Regions from separate parts of the Mus musculus genome. Here region 2 is linked to region 1. A link is a contact called in public promoter capture Hi-C data. All regions are on one chromosome and are shown on one strand. Each heading gives the region's core, a stretch centred on a gene start, on an enhancer-like site or on the middle of the called end of the contact. The rest is flanking DNA. Distances are from core to core; before and after follow the strand shown.

Evidence for each region. Capture Hi-C pulls out chosen DNA fragments and counts their contacts.
Region 2: a contact with region 1 is called in a promoter capture Hi-C map of pancreatic islet. The contact joins the promoter of Nfat5 here to the promoter of Cdh1 in region 1. A contact is called at or near these places in 1 of 39 promoter capture datasets (stem cell-derived epiblast-like cells), 2 of 115 datasets of contacts at active chromatin or transcription factors (bone marrow-derived macrophages and embryonic stem cells) and 1 of 9 other capture datasets (pancreatic islet).

Annotation. Positions count from the first base shown.
Region 1 is chr8:106,601,920-106,604,619 of GRCm38.p6, forward strand. Cdh1 (cadherin 1) reads left to right here and starts at 1,431. Exons shown (of 16, transcript NM_009864.3): 1 at 1,431-1,623; 2 at 2,368-2,488. The coding sequence starts at 1,576.
Region 2 is chr8:107,292,158-107,294,857 of GRCm38.p6, forward strand. It overlaps Nfat5 (nuclear factor of activated T cells 5), which reads left to right and starts at 1,313. Exons shown (of 15, transcript NM_018823.2): 1 at 1,313-1,741. The coding sequence starts at 1,669.

The DNA of each region.
Region 1 (2,700 bases), core at 181-2,680:
CGTCTCAATCTCTGGAACAGGAGAGCTTGAGTTCTGGACTTTCCTCCTTTAACACGTTGACTTGCTACACGATATCAAGTTGTAGGTAAATAACAGATTTGAGTAACATCTCTTCCAGCTCAGATGGGAGAGGGCTGGAGAGATGGCTCAGCGGTTGAGAGCATTGACTGCCTTTCGAAAGGACCGGGTTCAAATCCCAGCACCCCCATGGCATTTCACAACTGGCTGTAATTCTAGTTCCAAGGGACCTGACATCCTCACACCAATACACATAAACAAAATAAATTATTAAAAAATAAAACCCAACAGAACAACTGATGAGGAGGGCTGGAGAGATGGCTCAGTGGTTGAGAGCACTGGCTGCTTCCAAAGGACCCAGGTTCAAATCCCAGCAACCACATGGTAGTTACAGCTGTCTGTAATTCCAGTTCCAGGAGATCTGATACCCTCACATAGACATACACGGAGGGAGAACAATGTAAGTAAAAGATTTAAAATAAAAAGCAACAACAACAAAACAAAACAAAACAAAAAACCTGATGGATGTGGGATGCATAGGATGCTGCTACTTGGGGGTCCCAAGGTCAAAGCCAGTCTGGGTTACCTAGTCCTGAGAACTGAAGTTAAGAGAACAGATTTTAGCCGGGCAGTAAGGTAGTGGGTACCTGTAGCTCCATCCCAGAAGTGAGAAGGCTGAGTTTGAACAATGATGAGTTTAAAGCCATGCTGGGCTACATAGCAAGGCTATGTCTCAAAAGGGAGCCGGTCAGGTGTTAGAAAATTAGATTAGCCTGGTCTGGTACCCCACTTGTGCAATCCCAGCATTCGGGAGACTGAAACAGGAGGATGGCTAAGACTAAGACAATTCCAGGCCCACCTGAGTTGGAAAACAAACAAACAAAAAAGCTACCAAACAAAATAAAACCGTCGGAGAAATAGCTCAGTCAGTAAAGGCCAATGGCGGCAATGCAATCCCAAGACCCTCTTGGTGGAAGAAGAGAATTGACTCTTGAAGGCTGTCGTCTTATCTCCACAATCGGTCTGTGGCACGTGCGTTTGCGAGCACAGGATCGCGCTCTCGCCCGCGCACGCACCCCTCCCCCCATGTTAAAATGTCATTTAAAATCCCTAAGCAAACAAACTCATCCAACCAAAGAAAATAAAAACATAAGAAACAAAACGGAAACCTAGATGATGAATAAAGTCCTTTGTAACTCCATGTCTCCGTGGGTCAGAGCACAGCTAGGCTAGGATTCGAACGACCGTGGAATAGGAAGCTGGGAAGTCTTCTAAGGCCGGCCCCATGCCACCAACTACAGACAGGGGTGGAGGAAGTTGAGGGCCCTGCAGTTCCTTGGCTGCCACCTGCAGGTGCGTCCCCAGCCAATCAGCGGCGCCGGGGGCGGTGCCTGCGGGCTCACCTGGCGGCCGCAGCCTCTGCGCTGCTCACTGGTGTGGGAGCCGCGGCGCACTACTGAGTTCCCAAGAACTTCTGCTAGACTCCTGCCCGGCCTAACCCGGCCCTGCCCGACCGCACCCGAGCTCAGTGTTTGCTCGGCGTCTGCCGGGTCCGCCATGGGAGCCCGGTGCCGCAGCTTTTCCGCGCTCCTGCTCCTGCTGCAGGTATGTGGAGGGTCCTGACTCGTGCCCCATGATCCGCTTCGCTGTGTTTTTCTGCCGGCTGTGGTCCCGCTTCCCTTCTTCCAAGAAAGTTGGGATCCGGAGGGCCAGATCGCCCTGGGCGCTGCGCGGTGCGGGGCTGAGTGCGGTGGAGTGGGAGGGAGGTCCAGGCGGGCGCGGAGTGGTCGCCTCTGGCGCAGGTTCCCAGGTGGGGGCGCGCCACGCTGCCGGCTCCCGGGTCCCCGGGTTGAGCAGGGTCCCTGTTTGAGACAGAGGAGGCGTGGAGCAGGATGGGGGCCTGCCTGTAGAAGGTGGGGTGCTGAAGTAGCGCGGACGATCCGAGATAAGGGAAGGGATTTTAGTATTATAAAAGCACCTGTCCTGTTAGGGAGGGACCGTAGATTGGGGTACCCGAGAGGAGTCTGCGGGTGTGCGTTGAGACCGTTCGCGGTCGAAGGAAAGTGGTGTCCGGAAGAGTCAAGGCGTCTCCAGTGAGATGCAAATGGAGCTAGGAGAGGAAGGTGGACTAGGTTGCCAGGTGGTGGCCCCAGATGTCCCCTCCCCCAAAGGCTTTTGGAGCTTGGCGGCTGGTTTCGGGATGAGCGGATAGCGTCCCTGTGTGCCCTGAGGGGGGTCCTCCCCACTAATCCCGGCGCCCGAGGCGAGGGAAGGGTTACCCTTGGTTTCGGTGTGGGCTGCTGGGAACCCCCTCAAGTCACCAGTTTGCTTACTTTACCTCCATCCCAGGTCTCCTCATGGCTTTGCCAGGAGCTGGAGCCTGAGTCCTGCAGTCCCGGCTTCAGTTCCGAGGTCTACACCTTCCCGGTGCCGGAGAGGCACCTGGAGAGAGGCCATGTCCTGGGCAGAGGTAAGGGAAACTGATGGTGTTACTCGGCCGAGTGGGGTCGGGTAGTGAAGGCGCCAAGAAATCGTGCTACCATGCTGGTAGGGTGGAATGGACAAAACTCTTCCTTGGAATTTACGGCAGATTTGGGAGTCTTATTTATCGATTGTGGTTGATCAAGGTAGATATGTCTGGCTCTGCTATTTATACGGGGCAGAAATGGGCCAAGGGTATTT
Region 2 (2,700 bases), core at 63-2,562, 690 kb after region 1:
TCTATTAAGAGTCAGGAAACAGTCTGTGGTGGAGGTGAGGATGTGTTTTTGCAACGGAAACTTTTAGCCCCCGAGAACAGAGCAGCCAAAAAAATCTCATTTACATGTTTTCCCTCCATTCTCCCTTAGCACAGTGAAAAAAATGAAAACCCGTGTGGAAGAGTATGTTTGCTTACTTCTCTCCCCCTACCCCACGCACGCGTGTGCATTACACACAAGCCATGTGGACTCACATGATCCCATTTTTAAATTGTCTTTTATTTTCCACTCCGGAGTAAATTCGACCATTCACTATCAGAGACATCATTATACATAAACTTAAACAACAACAACAACAAAAATCAAAGCCAGGCATGGTGGTACTCTTCTGTAATCCCAGCATTCGAAAAGCTGAGTCAGGAGAACTGCCCTAAAATTGAGGCCAGTCTAAATCTACACAGCGAATTGCAGGCCAGCTAGACCTACATAACAAAATCACCTGTCTAAATAAATAAATAAATGCAGTCGCCGTAAATTTGGTGTGGTGGGTAACGTGGGGGGAAAATATTTTCATTAAAAAGAATCAATAGCCGAGCATGGTGACTTCTGACCGGCAGGGGCAAGCACAGCTCTGTGAGTTTGAGGCCAGCCTGATCTACATAGTGAGCTCCAGGCCAGAGTGGGCCAACAGAAATCATCAACAACAAAAAAATCCACGAACAGGAACAACAACAACAAAATCCACAAACAAAACTTGGTAACTCGTGATGGTGGTGGTGGTGGTGAGTATGGCTTGCCCTTTCTTAATTAAAAAGTGAGTCTGATAGCCCCTTGACCAGCTCACTGCAGACACTGCTATGAAAAACCCCGAAGGGCCCGGTTGCTGTCCAAGCTGTGGAACTCCATTCCCCAGTGCTGAGCTCCAGCGAGCGGGCCTCGATCGCTGCAAGTCCCTGGAGGGCTTTTCCCCTCCTGGCTGACATCCAGGTCCCCCAGGGTCTGTGTCCTCCTAAGTACACCACGGAGCAGGGCCGGCCGCCTCAGGCTCGCCGCCACCAGGTCGAGGCAAAAAAAAAAAAAAAAAAAAAAAATCTTTTCCCTTCTCAGGGCCCCAGAAGCCAGGCCGCCTCCCTCCACCCTCCCTGCTGGCTGGCGGGGCCCTTTCCCAGCCCGGGATCAGCAGCGGCCGCAGCAGCGACGGCAGGAAGCGAAGCCCTTGTTGATGCTGTTCCGTGGCGCGCCTGTCCGCCCTCCGCCGGCCGCCAGGCTCTTCCGGGCTCCCGGACCTCCCCCCCTCCGCGCGTGCGCAGTGCCCCACGAGGGGGCGGGGCTCAGATTCCTGTCAGCGGCGCCGGCGGTGGCGGCGGCCGTCAGTGTGCGCTGAGGAGAAGCCCGAAACGGACCCGTTTGGCTCTCCCTCTTCCCCTTTCCCCGGTCCGAAGCTTCTGGTCTCTGGACTCACCGGGAGTCAGTTCTCCACTCCGCAGAGCTGTTCCCTCCACTCCGCCGCCCTTCTCATCGCTCGGCCGGGTGGGAAGTGACTGCCCTCGAGGAGGAGGAGGAGGCAGCGGCTGCCGCCCTCGCCTCACCGCCCCCGGTTCGGTGCCCGCGGATCCCGGAGAGGAGGTGCCGCCGCCACCGCCGCTCCCCCCCTCCCGCTGCCCTCGGGCCGGGCTGGGTCGAGCTGCGATGCCCTCGGACTTCATCTCATTGCTCAGCGCGGACCTAGACCTGGAATCGCCCAAGTCCCTGTACTCGCGAGGTGAGTCAGATGGGGGGGTGGGGGGGTGGGGCGTGGGGGCGGGGAGCGCGAGCGCGCGGAGTCCCGGGCTGGGGTGGGGGGGTCCCCCGTCGGGGCCGGGCTCGGGCGGGCTTGCCCCTCACGAGAGTCCTGGGCTGGCCGCGGAGGGCCAGGGGTGATCCCGGAGCTGCCGAGCGGCGCCCCCCTCCCCAGCGCGGCGCGGCGCGGCGGCGCGGCGGGGGGCTTAGGGTCCGCGCGCCCCCCAGAGTCCTCTGCGGTCCCGGAGGTTCGCAACCTGCCGGTCGGCGGGTCCGGACTCCACCACACTCGGCGGACTGCCGGCCCAGTCCTCCCCCGGCTCGGGAATCACCCCACTGGTCCCGCTGCTGGGGACACCGGGGAGGGGGGGTGGAATCGGGGCGCCGCGGCTCGTGTCCCCCGGACTCTCCTCTTTGGCAAAGTTGCCCCACGCCGGGCTGCGTGGCCCCGAGGGGCTTCGGAGCTCAGGGTCACCATTTTTTTTTTTTTCTCCCTCTGGTCTTGTTTGTGCGCGGTCGTCCTACTCCCCCCCCTTCCCCGGCCTAGTCCACTCCCTCCCCATGTCGGGACGGCCCCCCTCGGCCAGGCGTTCTTCCTTTCCTCGTCATCTTCTTGCCTGGAAAAGGCCCCAATCTTCTTTCTCTCTTTCCACCTCCGTGACATTCTAATTACTTCTCTTTTACAAAGATAGGGATGCCCTCCTTGGAGTACTTGTATTCCTCTCCCTGGAGTACCAGGCTCGGGCACAGTCCTGCCCTTTGAGAAAAATTCTCTTCTGTTGCTGTTCAAGGGCTTCGTGCAGAGAGGAGGCAATGAACAGAAAATCCCATTTAAAACTACTTTGGCTAAGGCCTGCAGGGGATTCCCAGCATCTAAAACATTAATACTTGAGGTGATCTCTGCTGGGGTTAAATTCCTACACTGGACACCACAAGAATGTG